3 separate regions of the Sus scrofa genome follow, and all the other regions are linked to region 1. A link is a contact called in public HiChIP or PLAC-seq data. All regions are on one chromosome and are shown on one strand. Each heading gives the region's core, a stretch centred on a gene start, on an enhancer-like site or on the middle of the called end of the contact. The rest is flanking DNA. Distances are from core to core; before and after follow the strand shown. Region 1 holds the start of METTL16 (methyltransferase-like protein 16). Region 2 overlaps PAFAH1B1 (platelet activating factor acetylhydrolase 1b regulatory subunit 1). Region 3 holds the start of CLUH (clustered mitochondria protein homolog).

Region 1 (4,731 bases), core at 1,500-3,999:
TATATAGATGTCTAGAAATAAGGTTACCAAAACTTGATGATGATTGACTCTAGAGGGGTGAGAGTTTTTTTTTTTTTTTTTTTGTCTTTTTTTTTTTGGTATTTCTTTGGGCCGCTCCCGCAGCATATGGAGGTTCCCAGGCTAGGGGTCGAATCGGAGCTGTAGCCACTGGCCTACGCCAGAGCCACAGCAACGCGGGATCCGAGCCGCGTCTGCAACCTACACCACAGCTCACGGCAACGCCGGATCGTTAACCCACTGAGCAAGGGCAGGGACCGAACCCGCAACCTCATGGTTCCTAGTCGGATTCGTTAACCACTGCGCCACGACGGGAACTCCCAGGGGTGAGAGTTTAGATAATTTTTGCTTTTTTTTTCATACTTTCTTATATTATTTCAATTTCTTACAAATTTTCTATAATGCAGTAATTTTATTTTTTGAAATAATTTTCTAAAAATGGAAACTGACCAGAGAAGTCATGAGGAATAATAATAATAATAATAACTTGCTATGTGCCAGCAACTATGCCAAGTGTTTTATATCCATTATGCAATTTACTTCTCACAACAATTCTATGAGATTTCTATCCTATTTTGCAATATTGAGCAAACCAAGGCTTGAATAGTTTAAGTAAACTGCCCATAATCAAAGGGTTAGTAAGTAGTAGCAGCAGGATTAAAGCCTAAATTCCCTGGCTACAGAACTACAGTCTTTCTGTTTGACCCAGAGGAGTTGGGAGCTCAGTTTTGACCTAATAGAGAAATTTACGAGCAACTTACATACAATCCACTTTCAACCCTACTAGCCATAACTCCAAGCCCGTTTGGTCTTTTTCATCTCTCCAGAAGGAAGCCCTAAATACTATAAAAAGTCATTACTAATTAAAGCATAAAACTCTGGAGTTCCCATCGTGGTGCAGCAGAAACGAATCCAACTATGAACCATGAGGTTGCGGGTTCAATCCTTGGCCTCACTCAGAGGGTTAAGGATCCAGCCACGAGCTGTGGTATAGGTCGCAGATGTGGCTCGGATCCCAAGTTGCTGTGGTGTTGGCGTAGGCTGGCAGCTGTAGCTCGGATTGGACCCTGGGAACCTCCATATGCTATGAGTATGGTCCTAAAAAGCAAAAATAAAATACAACATAAAACTTTCTCTAACATCTGTTACATTGCTGCTCTAGTGAACCATGCTTTCTGGAAGGTACCCTGGCATAGTTCCTTACTCATGAATCTAGGCTGGCCCTTTGACTTGCTTTAACTAACAGAATAGGATGAAAGCAACAGCCCTGAGGCAAAGCCTTAAGAAGTTCTAGCAAAAAAAAAAAAAAAGGAGTTCCCGTCGTGGCGCAGTGGTTAACGAATCCGACTAGGAACCATGAGGTTGCAGGTTCAATCCCTGACCTTGCTCAGTGGGTTAACGATCCGGTGTTGCCGTGAGCTGTGGAGTAGGTCGCAGACGCGGCTCAGATCCCGAGTTGTTGTGGCTGTGGTGTAGGCTGGCAGCTACAGCTCCGATTCGACCCCTAGCCTGGGAACCTCCATCTGCCGTGGGAGCGGCCCAAGAAATGGCAAAAAGACAAAAAAAAAAAAAAAAAAGAAGAAGTTCTAGCAGCTTCCAAGTTTGCCTTTTGGGGAGTCCTGAGCCAACATGTAAGAAATCTGGTTACTCTGCTGGAGAGATTATGTAGAAAGGTCACATGGAAAGAGAGAATTTGAGACTACAGGAAGAGAGGCCCATTCATTCCCACCAAACCAGCCCATCTCTGATGCTACCACCTACGGCAAGGCCAGAAGAAAAATGGCCAAGCTAATTACAGCCCAGACTTCACAGTGAGCAAATAATATGGTGGTTGTTTTAACCTACACATTTGGGAGTGGGGGGGAGGTTGCTACAGAACAGACAATTAAAACCCTTCCTCACTTCTCTTCGGGTGACAATGGGCACACTCAGTTCTTCCTAAAGCTGAATTTTCTAGCCCTAACCTCTCAATTGTATGGCAATGTTTGCCTGATGCTTTCACATTAATTACTAGGATCTAGGCAAGCTTTTTATTGGAAAGAAGTAGTAGGTAGGGGTTCAGAGATTCAGACTTTAGCCCTTGTTTTGTTACTAGCTGTATGCCTTGTGAAAGTCATTTACCTTTTTATCTCAATTGTAAATTGGGGAGGTAATGCTCACTCTACTTAGCAGAACGTAAAAACTAGTATAAACGCGTTGAAAAGAAAAACAAAAGCATTTAACAGAGCTTCCAGCTCAAGAGGTAGGCGAGGAATACAAAGATCGTGGATTTGATGTCATCTGAATATAGGATCTTGAACAAATAACTTCATTTTTCTGCTCCCCGGTTCTTCCTCTGTAAATAAGATTATCCTATCTCACAGGTTTATCTGTGATGATTGAACAAGACATCGCCCAAGGAGAGAGACCTGTTGCAGAACAAACGGTAATTGCCCCCGTCTAGACCAAAAGCACCCTCTCACCCCCGCGCAGCCATCCTTACATTCCCTGCCCAACCCCAGAGAAGTGATTTAGTAAGTCTGGCGTGGGGCCTAGAAGGCTCATATATTTTTTAAATCTTTTTTAGAAAACAAGGTCCCTAGATATTTAAGCTCAGGTGTCCTTACCCGAAGGACTCCGCTCGATGCCACGCCCCCTTCTTCTGATATACTGAGCCACCAACTCTCGCGACAGTTTCTTCTTTCTTCAGCATCTGCTACAGGTCGCGCGAGAATGGCTCATCCAATCATGAAGCTGGATGGAGGCCCAAGATGGCGGCGCGCTGGGAGCGTAACATCTGCGTTTCTAGGATCTTCGTGCTGCGCGTGGCTTAAGAGTCTGGGTTTGTAGAGGCCCACACCAAACTAGTCGTCTGGCAGGAGCTTTGACATCAGAGGTGAGTGACTTAATGTGCCTCGCGCGGGTTGCGAATTCATTTAGCCTGTGGATCACCCACGTTTCTCATTCTCGGATTCTGGGCCTATGAGGTCCTGTTTCGGGGGTCCAGGGAGAGACGGGATGGTTTGTGTGTGTGCGTGCACACGTGGGTGTGTGTGGTGGGGTAGGTGTGTGGTGGGGTGGATGGGAGGAGTTGGCAAATAGAATGGCGACTAGCTTTCAAGTAGAAAAGACCCCCTTCGTCTGAGGAGGTTTAGAGAGATTCGAAACTGAGGCGGGAAGGCAGTCTGGGTAAAATGAAGGCGTGGAAGGAGTGGAAGAGTTGGAGAACTGACAGGGGCGGAACTAATGGGAAAAGTCGGATTTATGAGGGAAAGGAGACGAGAGAAAAAGGAGATTAGGATTCATGTGGTAGGGATCTTTGCATAAGGTCTTCCAAGTTTTGAAAGCGGAATTTAGATTCTTTTACAGGGTTATGTAGTAAAACAAGTGGTAGTTGAAGAGGATTGTTAAGGGTTAGGAGAAACCAAGGAAACAACTTTGGAGATGGGAAAGATGAAAGAAAGTCGAAGCGCTAGCTTCAATGAAGTTCTACTAAGTTTGACTTTCCGGACTGACACGGGTAACCCAAAAGAAAAAGCTCAGCCCTAGGGCTGAGTCTTTTGGAAACTCAAGATGGGGACTGCTTATCAAAAATGAGAGTGCTGTTTCAGTGGTTTCAGTGACCTGAACGGTGTAAAGAGTTCTTCGTGCTTCCAGTCAGCACTTATTGTGTGCCTGCTCTCCAGGCCCTACTTTAGGGACATTGCAGTGAATAAGATAAACAAAATATTTTCCCTCATGAAGTTTACTGGCAGGGCAGATAAAATAAGTAAAACGTAAGGAATGTCAAATGGGTAAGTTCTGTATATAGAAGACTGAAGCTACTGAGACAAAGAATGAGTTCACTTGTTGCTCATTTAAATGGAGGTACTCAGGAAAGGTGTCAGTGAAAAGGTGACATTTGATCAAAGACAAAGTGAGGGTACCTTGTATGATTGTATTTCTGGAGAAAGCAGTCCATGCAGACCAAACAGCAAATGCAAAAGCCCTGAGGTGGGAGTGTGCCAGACTTGATAGAGAAACAAGGAGGCCACTGTGGCTACAGCAGAATGAACCAGGAAGAGTAGATTAAGTTAGAAGTGGGGAATGACCGTGCTGATGCCAGGTAAGAGCCGACACTCACCTAAACTCTGAGGAATGGGATAGATTTAGCTAAAACCCATTGCCTGTATTGGGAGCTAGTTAGCAAAGAAGTAACTTTATTGACTTATTCTGTTTCTCTTCTGACCAGAAGGGTTGAGTAATAAAGGAAATGAATCTCTCCTAACTGTAATTTGGCCACGTGTTCAGAGTGTATGTATGTGGGACAGTGAACAGAGAGGAGAAAGTGGCAATGAATGAGGTCGGAGGAATAGATTCTCTGTGCCTTGTTAATTATTTTGGAATTTATCAGCCTGAAGGGATTTACCAAGGGATGTTCAGATTTGCATTGGATTGGGGTTGGGGGGGCGGGGGTTGTTGCCTAGATGAAGTGAATTACTGGGGCAAGAATGGTTACAGAGACATCAGTTAGAGGCACTTATAGTCATCCAAGAAAAAGATGATGATTATCCCTGGTCTAGAGACATGGAGTTGTGAAGGGTGACAAATGAATAGGGTCAAGAAATAGTTGGAAGGTTGAGAATATTCAGGACATGGTGTGTTTGGAATGGGGAGGTAGGTAGTTGGAAGGTAGAGAATATTCAGGACATGGTGTGTTTGGAATGGTTTTTATTTTTGCTGTAAATGCTTGTG
Region 2 (4,656 bases), core at 158-2,657, 160 kb before region 1:
GTATTCTAAGGTATAAGAAATAAGGTTTACAAAGGTAAACAGAATGGGTAAGAAAAATGAGAATTTCACATTACATTTAAAATAGTGATTAAAAAAAAATAAGGGGAGTTCCCGTCGTGGTGCAATGGTTAACGAATTCAACTAGGAACTGTGAAGTTGAAGGTTTGATCCCTGTCCTTGCTCAGTGGGTCAAGGATCTGGCATTGCCGTGAGCTGTGGTGTAGGTTGTGGACATGGCTCAGATCTGGTGTTGCTATGGCTCTTGTATAGGCCGGCAGCTACAGCTTTGATTAGACCCCTAGCCTGGGAACCTCCATATGCTGCGGGTGCGGCCCTAGAAAAGACAGGGAAAAAAAAAGAAAAAAGGAGTTTCTGCTATAGTGCAACAGGATCAGCAGTGTCTTTGGAGTGCTGAGGATGCAGGTTCAATCCCTGGCCCAGCACAGTGGGTTAAGGATCTAGCACTGCTGCAGCTGTGGCACAGGTTGCAAGTGCAGCTGGGATATGATCCCTGGACCTGGAACTCCATATACTGGGATATATATATATGAAATAAAATAGTGGTTGAAAAGTACTTTGTTGTTGATGTTCACAGGGGTAAAAAAACTGCTTTATTCACAATGCTAAATAGCTATTCCTTTGCAAAAAAAAAAAAAAAAAAAAGTCCCAGCGAACCCTCATTAATATCACATTATTTTAAAGACTACACAATGGTTGGAAAGAGCTTTTCTAAGTTAGAACAGTAAGATACAGGCTACTTAAAGAAACAAATAGATTTTACAAAAGGATTCAATAAAACTCCTTTAATTGGTTAGCTTCCCTAATGTATTTAATTGGGGGTGGAGGAACATGCCTTTCAAATTATACCCTCTATGTAATCACATAGCTTATTCTAACATTACTGGATAATCTATTAAAAATTTTTATTTCTACTATGTCTAGATACTCATGTTGCAACAGAACAAAGGGTGGGGAAAAAAATGTATAAACGTAAGGATAACTTGATCCCTTTGCTTTACAGTGGGAAAATAAAAAAATTTTTTTTATTTCTAACACAGTATGTGTTCCTTATATAAAATCCAAACATTCATTATTTCATCATGTTTTTAAAGAAACAACAAAAATTCTTATTTAGTGAGCACCTTCTATGTACCAGGTACTAAACCAGATGGCAGGAGTATATGATCTCATTTTATCCTCACAACAACCTTATGATTTCAATTCTTTCTTTTTCTTTTGTCTTGTCAGGGCCGTACCTGCAGCACATGGAGGTTCCCAGGCTAGGGATCGAATCCGAGCTGTAGCTGCCAGCACATGACGGAACCACAGCAACACCAGATCCGAGCCGAGTCTGTGACACCACAGCTCATGGCAACACCAGATCCCCAGATCTCCAACCCACTGAGCAAGGCCAAGGATAAAACCCAAAACCTCATGGTTCCTAAGTGAGACTCACTTCCGCTGCGCCACAAAGGGAACTCCCCTGATTTCAATTCTTAATTCAATACTTAAATTATTCATCTTCCAGATTAAAGAGGTTAAAATTTCCTAATCCCATAAGTAGGAATCTGTACCCAGTTATGTTATTTCCAAAGCCCCAGCCCTTCCTTTTTTTTTTTTGTCTTTTTAGGGCCACACCCTCAGCATATGGAGGTTCCTAGGCTAGGGGTCAAATCGGAGCTGTACCTGCTGGCCTACGCCACAGCCACACAAGAGCTGGGCCATGTCTGCAACCTACACCACAGCTCAAGATCCTTAACCCAGTGAGCAAGGCCAGGGATGGAACTTGCAAATTCATGGATACTAGTCGGGTTGTGTAACCTCTGAGCCACAACGGGAACTCCCCCTGTGCTTTTTCCACAAAGTCAAACTGCTTCAGAAAATAGTCTCCAAAAAAAAAAAAAAAGAAAAAGAAAAAAAAAAGAAAAGAAAAGAAAAATTGGGAACTATGTCTAGATACTCATGTTGCAACAAAACAAGGGGTGGGGAAAAAATGTATACATGTAAGGATAACTTGATCCCCTTGCTGTACAGTGGGAAAATATAAAAAAAAAAAAAAAAAAAAAAAAGAAAGAAAGAAAATAATCTCTATAACAAGGCCTGGAAAAACAACTTAACAATGAGACTAGTATATGTGAGCAAGGGAATCCGGGTTCCAGCTTTTATTATATCTATTCTCTAATTTCAGTTTCCTGAGGAAAATGAAAAATAGCAACAGCGGCCAAAAAAAAAAACCCCCAAACAGCCCACCCCCCCATAATTTCATCTTCTCTTAAGGACAGAGAGGTGCCCTAGCAGTTTTTTTCTCACCCAAAAATATTTGTGAAAACATATTTCATAACCATTAAGAGATGCTTAAAACTTTACAACAGAAACAACTCCCAATTATCAGGATTATCCATGGACTATCCATATCATATGCTCCTCCACTGATATAGACAATTAAAATTGAGTTCCTGTCATGACCCAGTGGAAACGAATCTGACTAACATCATGAGGACACAAGTTCGATCCCTGGCCTTGCTTAATGATCTGGCGTTGCCATGAACTGTGGTGGAGGTCGTAGATGTGGATCAGATCTGGTGTTGCTGTGGCTCTGGTGTAGGCCAGTGGCTACAGCGCCAATTAGACCCCTAGCCCGGGAACCTCTGTATGCCGTGGGTGCAGCTCTAAAAACACTCAAAAAAGGATACAGCATTGCCATGAGTTGTGGTATAAGGTGTAGACATGGCTCAGATCTGGCACTGCTGTGGCTGTGGCGTAGGCTGGCAATTACAGCTCCAATTCGACCCCTAGTTTGGGTTGCAGGTGCAGCCCTTAAAAAAAAAAAAAAGAATGTAGGGAACTTACATACTGTTAGAAAACATTACCCTTCTCTCTGGAATACCATGTTAGAACTAAAGTCAAACCCTTACCATGCATGGTTCTGATGCATTCAAAGCCCTGAAAATCCCATAGTTTAATGGTCATATCTGCAGAACATGAAGCCAGAAGCTTGCCACTGTGGTCAAATGATATATCCTGTACAGAGTCTGTATGCCCCTTAAGAGTTCTTTCAAAATCTCCAGTCTCATAATCCCACACCTGTCAAATGAACAGAAAACTGGTTAGAAAATTCCTTTCTAGGTTAACATTTACACTCAGCAGGCCAGTCTGGCACTTTACTAATTAGCTGAGCAAGTAACAAAGGCTGTCTTAGAAACAGCATCTTCAAGTATAAATTGGTCTTTTCCCTATAGAAGAAATCAATTATTAAATAGATCTCTAATACCACATTTATTAGGCATCTACCATGTATATAATCACACTAGTAATAAGATATGTAACATCTCAAAACAGAGTTCTGTCCCAGTCTAACAGCAGGCAACATACATGTTAAAAAGAAAGTATAAGTACAAAAAAAAAAAATGTCAGGGGCCTATGAGAGAAATTTGTATGTAGGATATTAGGGGAATGATAAAGGAGTACTCAATTCTACTGACACTCAGAGCTCAAACATCTAAGAGGATAAGAAAGACTTCACAAGATTTAACTATCCATAAATAGCAGATTAACAAAAAAATTATTATTATTTTTAGTCTTTTTGCCTTTTCTAGGGCCATTCCTGCGGCATATGGCGGTTCCCAGGCTAGGGAACTAATCAGAGCTGTAGCTGCCAGCCTACGCCAGAGCCACAGCAACTAGGGATCCGAAGCATGTCTGTGACCTACACCACAGCTCAAGGCAACGCTGGATCCTTAACCCACTGAGCAGGCCAGGGATCGAACCTGCAACCTCATGGTTCTTAGTCGGATTCATTAACCACTGAGCCACGGCAGGAATTCCAAAAACATATTATCATTTTGATGAAAAACACTAAGCCACAGTCACATTTTTTATTTTTTGCCCACAACATGCAGAAGAGTTCCCAGGCCAGGGACTGAACTTGTGTCATGGCAGTGACCTGAGCCACAGCAGTGACAATGCTGGATCCTTAACCATTAGGTCACCAGGGACCTCCCAGTCGCATTTTTAAAAGATAATTTTTCTAAGAAAATAAAAATAATGAGCTATCAAAAATAAGTATTATTAGAAGTTCCCATTGTGATGCAGCGGAAACAAATCTGACTAGCATCCATGAGGATGTGGGTTTGATCCCTGGCCTCACTCAGTGGGTTTAGGATCTGGCATTGCCATGAGTTGTGGTATATGTCACAGACGCAGCTCGGATCCTGCATTGCTGTGGCTGTGGTGAAGGCCAGCAGCTGCTGCTCAGGTCGGGTTCGATCCAGAGCCTAGGAACTTCCATGTGCCCTGAGTGTGGCCCTAAAAAAGACCAAAAAAAGTATTTTTAGAAGCAGATCTCAACAAGATACTAAACTTCCATTCTGAAGGCCAAATGCTAGTCTGAATTTTTTTTTTTTAATTTATAGCTGTATTCTCAACCTATGCAACAGCTGTGGCAACACCAGATCCTAAACCCACTACACCACAGCAGGAACTTCTGAAATTATATCTTTAACAATAACTACATGCTCTAAAATCAAATGACTCATTCCATTCTTCCCATAGTTCAAATATACCTGTGCTGGTTGTATTTCAACCAATTTATAGAAATCTGGAAGATGCTTTTTGAAAACTTACAAATAGGGAAATGGCTTTATAAAGAATTTACAG
Region 3 (4,791 bases), core at 1,887-4,386, 200 kb before region 1:
CGAATCTGACTAGTATCCACGAGGACGCAGGTTCGATTCCTGGCCTCGCTTGGTGGGTTAAGGATCTGGGGTTGCCGTGAGCTGTGGTGTAGGCCTTGGATGAGACTCGATCTGGTGTTGTTGTGGCTGTGGTGTAGGCCAGCAGCTGTAGCTCCGATTAGACCCATAGCCTGGGAACCTCCATATGCCTCGGGTGTGGCCCTGAAAAGATAAAAGGAAAAAAAAAAAAAAAAAGGGTTTTATGAGAAAATAATTGAGTGGCTTTTTGGCCAGAATGGCCATCATCTAGTAACTCACCAAAATGATGTACACAAAGGGAAAGAGGAGTGGCACCTGCTATATGTTCTCTAGACCTTTTAGAACACAGGGAATTTTTCCTATGGAAACATACATGTGAAATCTACAAGAAAGGTGATGTTTTATTTTATTTATTTTGTCTTTTTGCCTTTTCTAGGGCTGCTTCCCTCGGCATATGGAGGTTCCCAGGCTAGGGGTCGAATGGAGCTATAGCCACCGGCCGACGCCACAGCCACAGCAACGCAGGATCCGAGCCACATCTGTGACCTACACCACAGCTCACGGCAACGTCGGATCCTTAACCCACTGAGTGAGGTTGGGGATCGAACCCGAAACCTCATGGTGCCTGGTTGGATTCGCCATGACGGGAAATGCCAAGAAAGGTGATATCTTAGACATCATGGGAATAGGCACTGTTCAAAAAGTAAGGCCCCACAAATGTTAGCCATGGCAAAACCGGAAGAGTCTACAGTGTTCCCTAGCATACTGTGGCATTGCTGTAAACAAACAAGTTAAGAGCAAGGTTTTTTGGAAAGAGACTTAGTGTGTATATTGAGCATATTAAGCACTCTAAGATAGCTTCCTGAAACATGTGAAGGAAAATGATCAGGAAGAGAAGGAAGCCAAAAAGAAAGGTAGTTGGATTCAACCAAAGCACTCGCTTGCTCCACCCAGAGAAATACACTGAGAACCAATGGAAAGAAGCCTGAGCTGCTGGAACCCATTCCCTATGAATTCATGGCACGATAGATGTAAAGAAAATAAAAGACCTGGACTGTACCAATAAATAAATGAGTGAATAAATTCCCGGGGTCTCTCATTCTGTGTTTTCCCCCATGATTCTTCTGACTTGTACATTAAAATCCTTCTGACCCTTCAAAGCTTCAGAGCAGTCTCTTCTGAGAAGCCCTCCCTGACTGCCTCCCCTGCTCAGTCGGAGCTGCCTTCTTTAAAGGCTTTTATTCTGCAGCCTGAGACATGTGATGGCAGGGCGTATCTCTCTTCATCCACCAGATTGAAACTTCTCCTGGCAGGGACTAAGTGTTTCATCTCTGATCTTCCTGCAGCACTAAGTTCCTGCAAGCTTCCCTTGAAAGAGTGAATCACCCAGTGTTTTACACTATCTACACTGCTTTGATGACTACTATCTGCACCCCACCGCTAGGTGAGAGGCTAGACAGATGGGTGTTTTTATTTGACAGAGAAAGCTCCTGAGATTCAGAGGCGTGAAAGTCAAGTGACTTGCTCAAGGTTACAAAAAAGAAACAAAGTGGAGGTTGCAGAATGCAGATTTCCAGTCCAGCTGTGTTAGGTTCATGCACCACCTAACTGCTCGCCCTCCATGTGGTGGGTAGTCAGGTCTTGCTTTTATTTCTAGCCTTCTTGTGCAATAGTCCAAACTCATCGAGCCCTGGTTTAGCTCTGTCCCTGCCAGAACATTTCTCACCTCTCTTCTTCCTGCTTAGATGCTTAAAGCTTTTCACTGGCTCCCTGTCCCATCACCTGTACTCCAGGGCAAAGTCCACTTTCCTGTGCAATTTTTTTGTTTTAACGGCTGCACCTGGGGCATATGGACGTTCCCCAGACCAGGGATTGAATCTGAGCTACAGCTGCACCCTACACCACAGCTGCAGAAACTCCAGATCCTTTAACCCACTGGGCTGAGCGAGAGGGATTGGTGCCCAAGCCTCCACAGCAGCCAGAGCCACTGCGGTGAGATTCTGTGCCATGGTGGGCATTCCTCTTTTGCAGTTTTTATGAGAACCTAAGCCTACCTCAGGCCACCTCTGCAGCTTCAGCTTCTCGATTCTTACTAGTTCCTGGAATATGCCTTAAATGCTTCCCCATGGCTTCCTGGGCCTGCGCAAGGAAGACCCTCCTATTCCCTTAGCATAGAGAACTTCAGCTCCCTGGCAAGACCCGGTAAGGAGTTCCCATCATGGCGCAGTGGTTAACGAATCCAACTAGGAACCATGAGGTTGTGGGTTCAATCCCTGCCCTTGCTCAGCGGGTTAAGGATCCGGCATTGCCGTAAGCTGTGGTGTAGGTCACAGATGCAGCTCGGATCTGGCGTGGCTGTGGCATAGGCCAGAGGCTACAGCTCCAATTAGAGCCCTAGCCTGGGAACCTCCATATGCTGTGGGTGCGACACTAGAAAAAGACAAAAAAAAAAAAAAACCTGGTAAAATGTCACCTGGTCAGCATGCTGACTTCACTTCTCAGTCTCTACCAGGCCACAATCATGTGAAAACATGAACTACTGTACAGTGTCCAGTCTGTAGACTTAGCCCGGCCCAGCTAAATCCTCGCTCTCTGTGTGACCTTGGTCTTCCCTGCCTCCACTCTAAAGTGGGGATAATGCACCGGCCTGAAAGAAGTGAGGACTCGTCTGGAGCGGGGTGTAGAGGCCGCTGGCAGAAAGGAGGCCGTGGTGGCTCAGGACAAAGTTTGTTCGTCCATCTCGGACACTCCATCCCTATTAACCACCTGCCACCCCTGCCTCTAGTGACCAGAAACTAGGCTACCCTCCACCCCCTCTTCAAGAAGCTAGACGCACCCTAGCCCCACCCCTTTGGGGGGAAATGGCAAGCTTGTAGAGAAGGGCGCTGAGGGTAACGTGAACACCACAGATTAGGGACCGCGTGGTCATTTGGCAGCTTTGCAATAGGAAGCCCTTGGGGGAGGGGTCGGTAAGCAGGAACAGTCCTAAAGCAGTCCCCACCCAAGGTCAAAGCGCCCGCCCGACGGGTGGCAACCCGCAAGGACGTCTCTCTGTAGCTCCGCCCCTCGAGGGGGAGCGAAGCCTCTCTCTTGCCCGGGCCACGGTACGTTCCCTTTAAGACGTTCGGGAAAGGCGCCGCGTTGGTAGACGGCGAACAAGGCGCGGTGTATTTCGGCCCTCGCCGGCCTCCGTGGGCCGGGCCGGGCGCGAAGGCGGGACAGAGGCGCGGCGGTGGGGTCAAAGGCCACACGCGCACCACGTGGGCCGGTGACTCCGTCCTTCCCGCAGCGGCAGCGGCGCGCAGGGCACTTGGGTTAGTGGCGCGGCGGGCGGCGCGGACAGCCAAGCCGGACGCCCGCTCCCGCCGCCATGGTCATCAAAACGGACGAGTTACCGGCGGCCGCCCCGGCCGACAGCGCCCGGGAGCCCAGCTCGCAGGCCGGTGGCAAGGGGCGGCCAGGCGCGGCTGGTGAGCAGGGCTGGGGCCAGGGGGCAGCTGGGCGGGAGGCTGGACTGGGCCGAGCTGGCGGGTGGGTCCGGCGTTGCGCGGGGACCGCCGCCTTCCTTCCGCGCCTGGCCGGGTTGCATCTCGCCGGGCCCTGCACCGGGTGCCCCTGCCCTGAAGGTCACCTTCACTGTCGCCCCCGGCTGCGGCCCGGGCTTCGCACGTGGGGTCCCGGGGAGAACAGCGGCGGCGAGCATACGCGCGACTCACCGCGGGGACACGTGCGCGCACACGCGGTTTCGGGGTGCGCCGCCGAGGCAGGCGGACCAACTCGGCGGCCCCACCCCCTCCGCGCCTGGGCATGGGGAACTCTTCCCGCTGGGGTCACTTGACAACTTGCTCCGTCAGGCACCCACTTCGCGTCAGGATCGCAAACATTCCCTGGGCACAAGACTGCAGCTTTGCCAGTTAGAGTCAGCTTGGGACTTCTCAGGCTTGGTCTTTGGGAAGAGCGGGAGTTGGGGTGTGTGTTTAGTAAGGGAGCTTCTGTGATTCGTTGTCAGACGAAACAAGGCGTTAAGCCCAGATCTGCAGGATCTGATCGCGGTCCTGTTAGGAGTCTGCCTAGTAGGAAGACGGGGGCCGGGGCGCGGGGGGCGGGGGTTCTGCCTGTGTGTGGGGGCAAAGCCAAACTCCTTGGCAGGAGGTGGTGTTTGTGCCAGAACTTGATCATTAACTCACCTTATTGCGAAAAGTGGGTCAGCCCAGAGTTGCTGTTTTTAAGGCAAAGGTCAGCAGCGTGGAGTTGAGCTCCCTGCTTTCCACCATGGGGGGTATGTGGCATTGGCTTTGGGAGTGGCTGCAGCTTTTCTCGGGTGGGGCCTGCCTCTTCGTTTCTCCTGAGGCTCCTCTCTTCTCTCTATTCCTTCCATCACATCTCTGGTTCCAGCCTTGAGACTGGAAGCCCCTTCCCAGCCCCTGGGTTGTCATCTCCAAATCCTCCTCAGAGCCCCAGGGCTGGGTTGTGTCCCTCTCTGCCCTGGGTGACAGTGTGGGAGTGCAGAAATACCCCTGCCTCCGACTCCCTGTATCTCTCCTCAAAAGGGGCTTGTCGTCTTCATGTCCCTTCCCAGCTTGGGTGAGTCAGGACAGTGTTAGGGGGGCTCTAAGACCCTCTAGCTGATCACAGCCGGGTTACTGGTGGTGGGGGATAGGTCCTGTGGCAGTTTTGCTGATTGCCTAGAGAAGGCCAAGGTTTTGGGCAGAATGACAAATGTGGATGACTCCAGCCTGCCAGGCTTCACCCAGATGAGACTCTGAATCAGTG

Evidence for each region. HiChIP or PLAC-seq counts read pairs in DNA pulled down with a chosen protein or histone mark.
Region 2: an H3K27ac HiChIP or PLAC-seq map of alveolar macrophages shows a contact between it and region 1. The contact joins the enhancer-like site here to the promoter of METTL16 in region 1. A contact is called at or near these places in 9 of 47 Hi-C or Micro-C datasets (alveolar macrophages, brain, embryonic fibroblasts and 6 more) and 2 of 2 datasets of contacts at active chromatin or transcription factors (alveolar macrophages and skeletal muscle).
Region 3: a contact with region 1 is called in an H3K27ac HiChIP or PLAC-seq map of alveolar macrophages. The contact joins the promoter of CLUH here to the promoter of METTL16 in region 1. A contact is called at or near these places in 1 of 47 Hi-C or Micro-C datasets (heart right ventricle) and 2 of 2 datasets of contacts at active chromatin or transcription factors (alveolar macrophages and skeletal muscle).

Annotation. Positions count from the first base shown.
Region 1 is chr12:48,565,267-48,569,997 of Sscrofa11.1, reverse strand. It overlaps METTL16 (methyltransferase-like protein 16), which reads left to right and starts at 2,749. Exons shown (of 12, transcript XM_021067620.1): 1 at 2,749-2,893. It also overlaps a transcript of PAFAH1B1 not described here.
Region 2 is chr12:48,719,657-48,724,312 of Sscrofa11.1, reverse strand. It overlaps PAFAH1B1 (platelet activating factor acetylhydrolase 1b regulatory subunit 1), which reads right to left. Exons shown (of 11, transcript NM_214250.1): 6 at 2,916-3,084. Among named protein-coding and RNA genes, the nearest start is that of CLUH, 42 kb to the left of the region's middle. Within about 2 kb of position 1,407, at least 1 of the 83 cell types and tissues checked has an H3K27ac peak or open chromatin away from gene starts, as enhancers often do. A contact at or near this core is called in alveolar macrophages, where this site is marked.
Region 3 is chr12:48,761,841-48,766,631 of Sscrofa11.1, reverse strand. It overlaps CLUH (clustered mitochondria protein homolog), which reads left to right and starts at 3,136. Exons shown (of 26, transcript XM_021067625.1): 1 at 3,136-3,488. The coding sequence starts at 3,389. It also overlaps the pseudogene LOC100513176.